3 separate regions of the Pan troglodytes genome follow, and regions 1 and 2 are each linked to region 3. A link is a contact called in public Hi-C and HiChIP or PLAC-seq data. All regions are on one chromosome and are shown on one strand. The core of a region is the stretch at or near the end of the contact, and the rest is flanking DNA. Distances in the headings are between cores, read along the strand shown. Region 1 holds the start of DYNC1H1 (dynein cytoplasmic 1 heavy chain 1). Region 2 overlaps DYNC1H1 (dynein cytoplasmic 1 heavy chain 1). Region 3 holds the start of ZNF839 (zinc finger protein 839).

The links. A called contact is a pair of places that touch in the nucleus more often than the background predicts. HiChIP or PLAC-seq counts read pairs in DNA pulled down with a chosen protein or histone mark.
Region 1: a contact with region 3 is called in an H3K4me3 HiChIP or PLAC-seq map of stem cell-derived excitatory neurons, with 8 times the contacts expected there. The contact joins the promoter of DYNC1H1 here to the promoter of ZNF839 in region 3. A contact is called at or near these places in 2 of 7 Hi-C or Micro-C datasets (induced pluripotent stem cells and stem cell-derived neural progenitor cells) and 1 of 1 datasets of contacts at active chromatin or transcription factors (stem cell-derived excitatory neurons).
Region 2: a Hi-C map of stem cell-derived neural progenitor cells shows a contact between it and region 3, with 4 times the contacts expected there. The contact joins the enhancer-like site here to the promoter of ZNF839 in region 3. A contact is called at or near these places in 2 of 7 Hi-C or Micro-C datasets (induced pluripotent stem cells and stem cell-derived neural progenitor cells), 1 of 1 datasets of contacts at active chromatin or transcription factors (stem cell-derived excitatory neurons) and 1 of 1 other capture datasets (stem cell-derived neural stem cells).

The regions. Positions count from the first base shown.
Region 1 is chr15:99,977,302-99,981,967 of NHGRI_mPanTro3-v2.0_pri, forward strand. It overlaps DYNC1H1 (dynein cytoplasmic 1 heavy chain 1), which reads left to right and starts at 1,582. Exons shown (of 78, transcript XM_016926971.4): 1 at 1,582-2,079. The coding sequence starts at 1,824.
Region 2 is chr15:100,058,554-100,062,557 of NHGRI_mPanTro3-v2.0_pri, forward strand. DYNC1H1 (dynein cytoplasmic 1 heavy chain 1) reads left to right here. Exons shown (of 78, transcript XM_016926971.4): 73 at 2,924-3,135; 74 at 3,613-3,766. Among named protein-coding and RNA genes, the nearest start is that of HSP90AA1, 40 kb to the right of the region's middle. Within about 2 kb of position 1,733, at least 6 of the 24 cell types and tissues checked have an H3K27ac peak or open chromatin away from gene starts, as enhancers often do. A contact at or near this core is called in induced pluripotent stem cells, stem cell-derived neural progenitor cells and stem cell-derived neural stem cells, where this site is marked.
Region 3 is chr15:100,331,481-100,335,994 of NHGRI_mPanTro3-v2.0_pri, forward strand. It overlaps ZNF839 (zinc finger protein 839), which reads left to right and starts at 1,554. Exons shown (of 8, transcript XM_063793896.1): 1 at 1,554-2,124.

The sequences.
Region 1 (4,666 bases), core at 332-2,831, 350 kb before region 3:
TTCTACCCCTAAAGTACATGTGAGGGGAAACCCTCTGCATAGTGCCTAGCACGCAGTGAGCACTCAGCGTTCGCTGTCAGTGGTGTGTTATTATTATTCATTACCATTAGGATCCTTGCACAAACTCATCGCAGTTGCCTATTTATTTTTTCCAGGAAGATTATTCAGAACTGCTTAGGCACATCACACCAGGGCGGACTGATGGAGAGCAGGAAGATGGGTTATTCATCTGTCCCCTCTTCCACATGCTCCTTAAAGACAAGAATCATTAGTCTCCGTGTTCCAGCAACCCCCTGGGACCCAGCAACCGGTAATTAGGCAAGGAATAAGCTTATTGTATGTTTCACAGTTTTTCAAAGATGATTTGGGAGAATCAAATCATACCATCATCATTCCACCAATCAGGACTCGGCACTCTGACAGTGCACTTTGATGTTTAAAAAAAACAAAAAAAAAACAAACAAAAAAAAACGCCATTGGCTTCCCTCTCTCCACCCAACTTAAGAAAGAAGTTATGAATGTGAACTTTCAAAGGCCAATTACTACCCCTTAGAAGAACCTACCATCTCTAAACTACAAAGATGGGCAGCCTGGATTCTATTATTTTTATTATTTTACAAAATTTTTAATTTTTAAATACACATAGAGATAGGGTCTCGCTAGGTTGACCAGGCTGGTCTTGGAACTTCTGGCCTCAAGCAATCCTCCCATCTCAGCCTCTCAAAATGCTAGGATTACAGGCGTGAGCCACCGCACCCAGCTGGGCAGCCTGGATTCTGGCTCTTATGTAGTCATGGTGTAGGGGAGGAGGTCGTGGTGGGTCCGAACTAGGGGGAAACTTGGTGGGCAGGCAACCCAGCCCCTGCCTTGTACGGACCCAGATACTGAGGCCCACAGAATGACAGTGCCAGCTCTAGGGGGCTGGAGGAGAGTCATTGCTGGAGGTAGCTGTTCTCAGTAGGTCTCCCTCTTGGTCCTCACAGCGTCCTCGGGGACAATGATTTTTGTCATTAGGAACCAGATCCCATCACAGCTTGGCTTTACGTACAGTGAAGGTGTCATTCCTGGCTTAACCTTACACTGCCCCGAAGGCCCCCTCCCCAGCTGTCCGTTTCCAGCCTGGCAATGGGACTCTCTGAGCACGCCCCTCATCTCCTCCCCCTCTGAAAAGTATCCTCAATCTCCCCGTCTATATCTAATAACACATCTGTCGTGCCTATATTTTGGTACCTGATATGTAGTCATTCATTCATTCAATGAGAGAACATTTAATGAGAGGTTAAGGGCTTAGAACAACGCCGGGCACAGGCTAAGCGCTCACTAAACGTTAGCTCTCGCCAATAACATCACTCATTCACTATAAAGTTTCTCTGGCTGTGTGCTATTCGCTGCGTCCACAGCAGTGAAGAAGACAGACGCGGCCCCTGACCAACCTCGCCGAGCGCGCCGAGCCAGGACGTTGAGCCAAGTCCCCATGTCCTAGGACTCGCAGTGCGGAGGCTGCGGGCCCCGACCAGCGCCGAGACTACAAGTCCCAGAAGGGCGCGCGGCGACATCGCCGGGCCCGCCCCCCGCGCACGCGCGACGCCGTGACGCTAAGGCCGCGAGCGAGCGCGGGTGGCTGCGGCGGCTGCGGCCGGCGGGGCGGGGCGGGGCCAGCTGGCAGTGGCTGCCTTTAGGGCGGGGCCGGCTCCCGGTCTCCTCAGTCTGCGGTGGGCTAGCGGACGGTCCGGCTTCCGGCGGCCGTTTCTGTCTCTTGCTGGCTGTCTCGCTGAGTCGCGGCCGCCTTCTCATCGCTCCTGGAAGGTCCAGAGCGCGGCACCATGTCGGAGCCCGGGGGCGGCGGCGGCGAGGACGGCTCGGCCGGCCTGGAAGTGTCGGCCGTGCAGAATGTGGCGGACGTGTCGGTGCTGCAGAAGCACCTGCGCAAGCTGGTGCCGCTGCTGCTGGAGGACGGCGGCGAGGCGCCGGCCGCGCTGGAGGCGGCGCTGGAGGAGAAGAGCGCCCTGGAGCAGATGCGCAAGTTCCTTTCGGACCCGCAGGTCCACACGGTGCTGGTGGAGCGCTCCACGCTCAAAGGTGCGGGGCCGCGGAGGGCAGGGTCGCCAGAGCCAGGCCTCGCGGAATGCAGGGCCTGCCAGGTCCTCCGGGGCCGCAGATGTCCCCGGGATGGGAGGAGCCCGGCAGCTTCAGATGACCCCGGGATGGGCAGAGCCCGGCGGCCGCAGACGTCCCGCCGGCTGGGTCCCCAGGGCCGCAGACGCCCCGCAGAGGCCGGCGCGGCGCCCGGGGCTCGCCCTCGCCACACCCACTGCCCGGCCCGGAGCCCCCAGGGCGCCCGGCTCTTGGTCGCGGGGAGGGGAAAGGGGTCCCCGTCTGCCGTCACCCAAAACAATGGGGTCGCTTTGTCTGCTCGGGCCTCTCAAGATGGCCGAGTTGGGTGGAGACAGCGTCTCCCTGGGCTGAGCGCGGGCGAGGCCGCATCCCTGCCTCCAGTGTCACATGAGCTTTTCGGTTTCGATTTGCGTCCAAGCCAAGTGGCCTTCGGGAGGGATGTGTCGGGGACAGACCCGCGGAGCTGGGGGCAGCCGGGGTTCTGGTTCGGGAGGAGGTCGGGCGGGTGTCCCAGCCCTGCCTTGTGGGGACCCAGAGGCCGAGGCCCACAGAGCGACTGTGCCAACCCCGGGCCTGCGAGCATCACTGTTGTAGGTGGATGCTCTCACAGCATCCTTGCTGAACGGGTGTATCCTGATTTTACACCTGAGGAAACTGAGGCTCAGGTTAAGTGATTTCACCCAAGGTCACCAGCTAATCCTAGTCCTGAGACTAGACTCAGTGTCTCAGCTCCCCGTCCACTGCTTGTTTTCGCTGATCATACCTCGTATTTGTTTAATGCTTCGATGATGTTAATGATAACCCTGTAATATTTGAGTCTAATTTTACAGATTAAAAAAAAAAAAAGATTCAGGTTAGGCACCTAGTAGGGGGAAGAGGCTAGAGTTAGCGTGTTCCAGCTGTCTCCTCAAATAATGATCGCCCACCAGCAAGGTTACATTCATCTAAGTCTGGGGCTTGCCTGCAGGCAGGCTTTCTCATGGATTCATTACAACCACTTTGTAGCCCATTACAACCACTTTGGGCGTGGCATGTCCATCTAAGAACCTAAGGATGACGTCCAAGGTTAGCCTCTAGGGATTGGAGATTGTCTAAAAATATTTGCCAACAAGCTTCTTAAAATTTCAAAAAACTGTATGGTTCTCTCAGTGAGAGACCCTGTACTGTCTGCCCCATCCTTAACACACACTGTGTTTCTGATAGTTTGTTTCTTTCAAAGGCTATTCTTACTCAGAAGATGCTTCCCTGTAGCCTTGGTTTCCTGCCAGAGATTAGCAGGGTGTAAAAGAATATTTTTTTCTTATATCCACTTGGAATGTTCAAGGCAAATAAACCATTTGAGCATATTTAGAGTATTAATGTTTTTGAGGGTTGTTTACTGTGATGTTTGGGATTATGTATTCCTAAGTGGAAGCCACAAAAGTTAAAAAAAAAAAAACTTATCTACTCTTTTTTTTTCCCAAAAAACATATAGTCATTGTAGAAAATGTACTATACAGCTAAAGTAAAAATCACCGGGAATTGTTTGACCCAGATATAATCACTGTCAGCATTTTTGGTTTATGTCTTTGTGGTCATTTTTCAATGCATATTCATCATTTTATTAAAATACATTTTAATCTGCATTTTTAAAGTTAATTGTATTTTGAGTAGCTTGACCATTGCTAATCCTTGATATTTTTATTGCATAGTTTATGTATTAGAATCAGTGATTTTATTTTTTTTACCTTGTGTCACTCTTTTTATGAAAAAAAATTTAAGTTTTATACTTTGCTTCTAGAGTGATCACCAGTAATTCGCTTTTTCCAGGCATCTTAAAATTGGACGTTGCTAAAATTATTGGGGTGGGGGGACTATGTTTATGTAGTACAATATCTACTGCAAATTCTCTCTGTTGTCTTATGAGTACCTTTTTTTCTTTCAGCAAAACAAATATGCAGGTATCCAAATCTTGGCTCCATAATGACTTGCACTTTTGAAAGTTGACTAAGGAATGAGACTATCTAAAATTGAAATCCTACCTCATTTCTGTATTTATAACAATCCTTGAAGTATTTCTACCAATTCAACCTGTCTATAATTTATTTTTCACTTACAAAAACCTAAGGAAAGATTTTAAAATTAATCCAGTTTTATGATAGATGGTCTGTTTGTCTTATTAGCAGCCTGGCTACACTAGGACACCTTAGATATAAGTAGAGACCCAGGACTTTTGGTAGGAGGGCTTTCTTCTTGGTGGCTTTTATGAGTTAGCTTTGGCATTTGTACATTTAATCAAATATGTGCATCCAGTAGTTAATTACAGTGAAAAGGTAGGCATGCATTAATGTAGACAACAGAGCTGAATTATTTAAACTGAATAAAGATCACCAACAATGAAGTCATGTAATTTAATGAACAGTAGAAATTACTTTTATTTATTTTATTCCTTCCACTTTTTTTGTGGAAGTATCCAAACACTTGTAATTGAATATAGAAACATTTTTATGTGAAACTATATATATTTTTTATTTGTTTGTTTGTTTTAGCTACCCCAGCTAGCCATAAACTT
Region 2 (4,004 bases), core at 483-2,982, 270 kb before region 3:
GGTGAGTGTGCGCTGCTGTCCCACGGCCCTCCCTGGTTATGCTGGGTGTGGCTCTGTCAGCCTCGGCCTTCCTGCCAGTCTCCAGCTGCTCCTAGCTCCACTCCGAGGGGAGGCAGAGGAAAGAACTGGCTCTAACAGGGATCTTCTCTGCAGCATCAACTCAGTTCTAGAGAAAAGGCTTGATATTTATGTAAATGAGCCTTGAAATAACATTTAGATGTTCATCTCATATTGAAAAGCAGTTACTGGCTGGGCACACTGGCTCACACCTATAATCCCAGCACTTTGGGAGGCCAAGGCGGGCAGATCACTCGAGGTTAGGATTTCCAGACCAGCCTGGTCAACATGGCAAAACCCCATCTCTACTAAAAATACAAAAATTAGGTGGGCATGGTGGCAGGCACCTGTAATCCCAGCTACTCAGGAGGCTGAGGCAGGAGAATCATTTGAACCCGGGAGATGGAGGTTGCAGTGAGCCGAGATCACGTCACTCTACTCTAGCCTGGGCAACAGAGTGAGACTCTGTCTCAAAAAAAAAAAAAAAAAGCCGGGCGCAGTGGCTCACGCCTATAATCCCACTATAATCCCAGCACTTCGAGAGGCTGAGATGGATGGATCACCTGAGGTCAGGAGTTCGAGACCAGCCAGGCCAACATGGTGAAATCCCATCTCTACAAAAAATACAAAAATTAGCTGGGTGTGGTGGTGGGTACCTGTAATCCCAGCTACTCTGGAGGCTGAGGCAGGAGAATCTCTTGAACCCAGGAGGCAGAGGTTTCAGTGAACTGAGAACACGCCATTGCACTCCAGCTTGGGCAACAGAGCAAGATTCTGTCTCAAAAAAGAAAAAGAAAATCAGTTTCTTTTTTCTTCAAGAGTTGAAAAGTACCTGATATTAAGTGATTTTTTAAAACCATTCATCTTCCCTAGAATTTTTTAGCAGTCTTTTTTTCCTTTTCACTTACTTACAAGATGTTTTTTAAGACTTCAAGTGCTGTGAGCCAGAAGGGAGCTAAGAAATTCTCCAACCCAGTGGCTCTCACAGTGTGGCTCCCAAACCAGCAGCAGCAGCAGCCTCCCCAGAACTTCTTAGAAATGCAGGTTCCCAGCCGGGCACGGTGGCTCAAGCCTGTAATCCCAGCACTTTGGGAGGCCGAGGTGGGCGGATCACAAGGTCAGGAGATGGAGACCATCCTGGCTAACACAGTGAAACCCCGTCTCTACTAAAAATACAAAAAAAATTAGCCGGGTGTGGTGGCAGGCACCTGTAGTCCCAGCTACTCGGGAGGCTGAGGCAGGAGAATGGCGTGAACCCAGGAGGCGGAGCTTGCAGTGAGCCGAGATGGCACCACTGCACTCCAGCCTGGGCAACAGAGCAAGACTTTGTCTCAAAAAAAAAAAGAAATGCGGGTTCCCAGGCCCTGCCCAGGCGCATTCTATCAGGACAGGGGACGGGCCCAGCAACTGGCCTTCACAAAGCCTGCAAGCACTACACGTGGGGTTGACAGCAGCTGATCAAATCTCAACTTTTTCTTATGGGAAAAAGTCACGAAAAGCTAAGACGACAAGGGCATTGCTGAAACTCACAGCTGGTTAACAGGACAGAATCAGGAGGGAAAGCCAGGCGAGCTGGGCGGGTCTGGAGGGAGAGCCAGGCGAGCTGGGTGGGTCTGGGGGGAGAGCCAAAGCCAGGCGAGCTGGGCGGGGCCAGAGCACACCGCAGGCACCACAAGGCTCGGGGTAATCCCAGCCACATGGTGGCAGTCACAGGCCAAAGGACACTGTGGTGACCAGTTTTCTGAGTTAAGAGGGCAGGTGGCACCCCCTCCTGGAGCGTCTCTCGAGCACGCACGCACTCATGGTCGGGCTGAAAGCGGGCCGGGGCTTGGCCCAGGTCTCACAGTGAACCCAAACCCAGGGTCCTGAAGAGCCTTCCTTGAGTCTTTGGACTCGGGCTGCTGGTTCTGTTTTTTTTTTTTTGCTTTGAGACTGAGTCTTGCTCTGTCACTCAGACTGGAGTGCAGTGGTGCAATCAGAGCTCACTGCAGCCTCAGCTTTCTGGGCTCAAGCGATCCCCCCATCTCAGCCTTCCAAGTAGCTGGGACCACAGGTGCCACCACCACACCTGCCTTTCTAATTTCTTGTAGAGATGAGGGTCTCACTATGTTGCCCAGGCTAGTCTTGAACCCCTGAGCTCTAGAGATGCTCCCGCTTCAGCCTCCCACAGTGCTGGGACTGTGGGCGTGAGCCACTGTGGCTGTCTTGCTGGTGCTGGGACTGTGGGCGTGAGCCACTGTGGCTGTCTTGCTGGTGCTGGGACTGTGGGCGTGAGCCACTGTGGCTGTCTTGCTGGGTCAGTTTTAATAGTCATGTTCTTGACCTGGTAACAATTCTTATTCTGTGTTTGTCTCCTTAGCTTTCTGGTCAGGACATTGTCTGTGCTTTAAAAACTTATATGACTGGCCAGGCGTGGTGGCTCATGCCTGTGATCCCAGCACTTTGGGAGGCCGAGGCGAGCAGATCACCTGAGGTCAGGAGTTCAAGACCAGCCTGGCCAGCATGGTGAAACCCTGTCTCTACTAAAAATACAAGAAAAAATTAGCCAGGCACGGTGCCACATGCCTGTAATCCCAGCTACTTGGGAGCCTGAGTCAGGAGAATCGCTTGAACCCAGGAGGCAGAGGTTGCAGTGAGCCAAGGTCATGCCACTGCACTCCAGTCTGGGTGACAGCGAGACTCCATCTCAAAAATATATATGTGTATATATATATGTACACACGGCTGAGCACCTTCCAGATTTTGCTGCAGTTCCCAGTGTGGACTCACTCACCATGTGGCCTTTACGTTCAAGTCCCTTTTCCCTCTGTGATTTCTTGCCCGTCCCCTCCCTCCCTCCTGCTGCGACTGTGGGACTGTGGCCCAGGTGTGGACATGATCAGTAAGATGCTGAAGATGCAGATGCTGGAGGATGAGGATGACCTGGCGTACGCAGAGGCCGAGAAGAAGACGAGGACAGACTCCACGTCCGACGGGCGCCCTGCCTGGATGCGGACACTGCACACCACCGCGTCCAACTGGCTGCACCTCATCCCGCAGACGCTGAGCCACCTCAAGCGCACCGTGGAGAATATCAAGGTAGCTGGGAGGGTGGCGGGCCGGCCAGGTCTCAAGGTCCCAGGTGCTGGGTATGGTCACGGACCATTGTTCCGTGGACCATTGGTTCCATTGTGCCGGACGGAACGTACTCACACCGGTGTCACCTCAGGGCAGGTGTCCAGCTGAGCCCAGGCATTGGGCAAGATGAGTTGGCCCTTTTGAAATGGACTGAAAACACTCCAGAAGATTGTGAGATAGGCAGACAGCTCCACAGCAAGCAGCTGCAGCCCTTCCTCCCTAGAGAGCCCCAAGAGCTGCGACTCAGGCAGGGGCCTCAGCGGGTTTCTGAGCAGCCTCAGCTTCACACAAGCTCGGTTCCAAGTCACGCTCTGCCAAAGCTGGACAGTTCGGAAGCTCTGGGGCTCTCCCTGGAGGCCGAGAGTTACTTCTGTTTGACCTTTACACTGGAGAAAGGACCTCTTCCTAACTTCTCTTCACCCTTTTGAACGATTTTAGGATCCTTTGTTCAGGTTCTTTGAGAGAGAAGTGAAGATGGGTGCAAAGCTGCTTCAGGACGTTCGCCAGGACCTTGCAGATGTCGTCCAGGTGTGCGAAGGAAAGAAGAAGCAGACCAACTACTTGCGCACGCTGATCAACGAGCTGGTGAAAGGTGCGTGAGAGGCCGAACTCGTGGTGTGGCCTCCGGCGGGCACCTTGGCCAGGGGCCACGACCCAGCCCAGCCACACAGCACCACGTGCGGACAGCCAGGCCTGCAGGAGCTTCCCTCTGAGAGCAGCTCTGTGCTCTTACCCTCAAGGTGGGCGGGGGGAGGGGAGGGGCTTAGAAATGCTGAAGAATTTGTTTTTCTTCTGTGCTGGTTCACTGAATGTTGACCAAAATCTTTACA
Region 3 (4,514 bases), core at 304-2,803:
TACTTTTGTCGTTTTAAAGGACACTCTGGACATCCAAACAGATGCACATCCCCCGCCCCCACCCCCCACGTTTCCTGAGGCTGCGTCTGGCCTGGAGGAACCGCCCAGTGAAGACAGGTGCTCGCAGATATCACCGCCTAGTGTTCCCTGGGCCCCCTTGCGGGGAAGTCTTGGAGGTGAAAATCCAGGTCTGGAATGAATGCATTCCACAGATGCATAAGGAGAGCTACTGCATGCCCAGCACCGTTCTAGGCTGGGAGCAAAACGGTGAGACACAAACCCCAACCCGCTGGAGACAGTGACAACCACTAGATGACTGCCATGTTTTTAGTGAGGCGTTCAGGTTGTGGAAGCCTCTGGAAACCTTCTCTTGCTTTTTATCCCCCCTCTTTTCTTTTCGGAGACATCTTAGGCTTCACATTTCTTCCTCTTGGTTCTACATTTTGAAGCCAGAGCAAGTGGATGAATTTCTCACTCGGTTCGTTTCTAGGGTGGTCAGGTGTGCTCAGCTGAACAAAAGCCGGTTGTATAAGGTTGATGCCATTTTATGTCAGGATCCGGCAAGGGCTCCACCTGTTTTTGAAAATTCTACAGTGGAAACAGCTACTAGTTCTGACCTAAATAAGAAGCAGCTCAACATCTGCAGACCTTGGTATGTGCCCAGGGTGTAGTAAAAGTTCTCAATAAATGCCAGCCGATGGCGCTGCTGCTATTATAAGCAAAGTTAGGAGAGCCTGGGGCAGCTGACACTTAAAATAGACACCTGTACACAGGATGGATGTCACATCGTTTAATAGTCGTGCCAGGCACGTTGTTAGATGCAGGGACACAGCATGGAGGAATCGGTGGAGGTTGCTGCCCTCAAGTTTCCTGAGCTTGAAGGGGTTTAGAATATGCCACGGTGGCATGAAAATTATTTTGAACAGAAGGCATGTGAATTCCTGAAATCTGGTCGGGTGTGGTGGCTCACACCTGTAATCTCAGCACTTGGGAAGGCCGAGGCGGGTGGATCACCTAAGGTCAGGGTTTCAAGACCAGCCTGACCAACATGATGAAACCCCGTCTCTACTAAAAATACAAAAATTAGCCAGGCATGGTGGCGGACGCCTGTAATCCCAGCTACTCAAGAGGCTGAGGCAGGAGAACCGTATGAACCCAGGCGATGGAGGTTGCAGTGAGCCGAGATCGTGCCACTGCACTCCAGCCTGGGTGACAGAGTGAGATCTTGTCTCAAAAAAAAAAAAAAAAAAAAATTGTGGTAAGATACCCATAATATAAAATTCACCATTAAAAAATAACACGGAAGGGATCATCGTGAATGCAATGTGAGTATTGATGAGGATGATGGTGATCTTCCAGAACCTTCTCTGACGCCACCCAGGCCGCCAGCCTTACTTTACCGGCTTCAGCGCTCATCACACTGTGCTGCAAATGCCAGTTTCCTCCTTCCCCCTTGGGAAGTTTCCTCCTTGGGGGTCGGCACCTAGACTGTATACCCCCCAGGGCGGAAACAGCGGTTCACCCACCAGGTGCTTAATAAGGGTTTGTGGACCAGTGGACCTCCTGCTCTCCCTGGGGAAAGGAGCTGGGACATGTGTACACACCTGCAGCTACAAGATTCGGAGGGCGCACAGAGCCTCAACCGTAAGAAGGAGAGGCGATCAGGCTGAGGAAGATGGGGCAGTGGAGCTGGATGGATAGAGAGAGGGTGGGTTCATTCATTCGTTCACTCATTCGTTTATTCATATTCGTCCATCCATCATTCATGCCCTGAGCGTGCGTTGTGTTCTGGGCAGGGCCTGTGCTGAGCACCGATTGTGTAATATATCATCTCTCCCTTCAAGCTGCACCCAATCTGGGTGGGTGGGTAGAGAGAAGCTAGGGTGACAAGGCAAAAATTTGGGAAACACTCTCGTTAACAATTCAAACTGTGGTCCCCTCTCAGATGTATAAATCCAAATGTTTAGGGGTGGGCACAGTACTCTGCATCTCCAGACAGCATCCTCCGCTGATTCGGATGCATGATGACGTCAGAACACTTGGATAGTGTGGTAACTTTTGGGCCAGGGGCTCTGGAACACCGAAGACCTCCCCCTGGGAGATCCGGGACAGCTCCCGGAGAAGGTGAGTCTTAAACACATCCGTGACAGGCAATAAGGAAAATAAGGGGGGTCCGCTCTGCTGATCAGCCCTAGGAGCCGCGGCGGTTGTCGGCTGGGGCGGGGCACTCCACGACTTTCCCGGCCAGACACGGTCGCCTTCCGAGGTGTCTTGGCCTGCGAGGCACTCGTAGCCTGCCCCTCTCCTAGGTGACGTACATTGGAGACGCCGTCGCTCAGCGACCCCGGTTCGAGTCCCCGCCTCGGCCGCCATGGCGGATGCGGAGCCGGAGGCTGGGGGCGGCAGCGAGGATGGTGGCGGCGGCGGCGGCGGCGGCGGCCCGGCTCCTCCGGGCCAGAGCGGCAGCGTCGCACGTGTGGCCCCGCTGGGCCCCGAGCAGCTGCGGCAGGTCCAGGAGCAGGTGACGAAGGCGCAGCCGCCGCCGCCGCCGCCGCCCCACTTCGTGCTGCAGGACGCGGCGCGGCGGCTGCGGGACGCGGCCCAACAGGCCGCCCTGCAGCGGGGCCGGGGCACCGAGTCCCCGCGCTTGCTCCCGCCCCAGGTGAGGCGTCGGGAGGGACGTGGGGAAACTGAGGCCCGAAGAGGGCCGACGCCCCGCGGCGGGGCTAGCTGCTTGTCCGGGGAGGCCAGTATCCGCCCGGGTTAAGACTCAGGGCGTCCCCAGGCTGAGCTTCTTAGGGACGGCGTTCGGCCCCCACCTGTCACCACCCTGGCATTTTCACCCCAGGAGCCTCACTCTAGGAGCGGTTGCTCACGCTGGGCCCTGTGCCTGGAACGCCCTCGTGCCTTCTCTGCCTTCACAGCCCTGCTGGGGGCTTTTGCGTGCTCCCTAGCTCTTCTTACAGGCCTTTCACCGCTGGTTCAGCCTTTGTGGAGCACTTAGAGACCGTGTTCCCAGCACTCCCCACTATGTGCAGGAAGTGAAGCCTTGAACACACTTGGTGAAGAACGAACATAAGGCAGGTTCTAGGATTGACGGGGGCTGCTTTAGATTGGGTGGTCCCGTAGGCCAGACACTGGAGCTGAAACATAAATGAATTAAAAGGAACCAACTTAGCTTTTCAGTTGTAAGGTGCCAAGGCCCAGGCTTGGAACAAAGTTAAGCACAATACACTAGTTCGCTGCAGGACTTAACATCCTGGGTGATAGTGACTGATTTGTAACCGCAGTACCCAGCACAGTGCCTGATACACAATGTTTGGAATATGTGAAAGCACTCTGTATACTACAAAACATCCTTTCCCGGTGGGTTTATTTCCTGGGCCACTCCCCTAGTGGGCTAGGGGAGTGATAACTAGAAGACGGTCGCCCACCTCCGGAGGGTGTAGCATAGCGCCTGAAGCCAGAGGGCCTACACGGCATCTGTAAAATTCCACCCCATTTCAGCGCTGGGGTTGTAAACAAAATTAGTCTCACCCCAAAATTGCCAAAAGAAGACAGCTTTTTCCACTAGAAGAAACGGGTTAGGGAATAGAATCAGGAACCTTCACTCGTTGAGTTTTTTTGACTGATGTTAGCTGCTTAGGGTTGTATCCAGTTAATCATCGAGACTGGAGAGTTGTCTTGCTAAGGTTTAGGAAGACGAGTGTGATTCTGTCCAGATGCCACACTATCACTATCTAGAGGTGTGACCTTGGGTAAGTCAACCTTTTTGGACTTTGGTCTGGGTCAGAAGGCTGCAAGGTGCCATCTGGGGGCAGCCATCTGCAAAGCCTCTGCTCTGCGCCCGGCACTGTGCTGGGCCGCTCAGTTTTCAGCAGTGTTTTTGTACCGGCATTTTTCAGGTGGGAAACAAGCTCAGGGAGGTTGCGTGGCTTTGCCCAAGGTCCCTCAGGTGTGGCTGCTCTCCCTAGCCCCTGTACTCCTCACCATACCCTGCTGAATATGGCCGCAGCTTTTTGGGTTTGGAATCCAAAAATGACATATTTTTCGTAAAGCAAAAGCAAACTTACTCGAGCTTAGGCAGCATGATGGGATTGTATTTTGTAGCTAATCTAATGGAGACGATATAAATTCTACCTGCAATAATATACCTTTGCAGCACATTCTTTTAATACTCTTTCAGCCCCAGCTGTGTCATGGAGGCCACAAAGGCAAACCGGATGCGTACTTTGCCCCTCAGTAGTTTATGAACTAACAGGAGATGAAACAAGACCCAGATAACTTCTAGTCAAGGCCAGAAAGCTAAAGATAGTGAAAAAGAACTGAATGTATTTAGAGAAAGGGAGATTGTTCCTGGCTGAGGACATCAGAAGCAGCTTTGTTGAAGAAGTGGTATCTGAACTAGATTTGAAAGGGTGCGTCTGAGTTGAAAAGGCAGAAGGGGAGAGGCAGGTTCTGGGGCGGTTGGGGGTGCATTTCAACAACCACAGCAGAAGGCCCAGTGTTTGCTG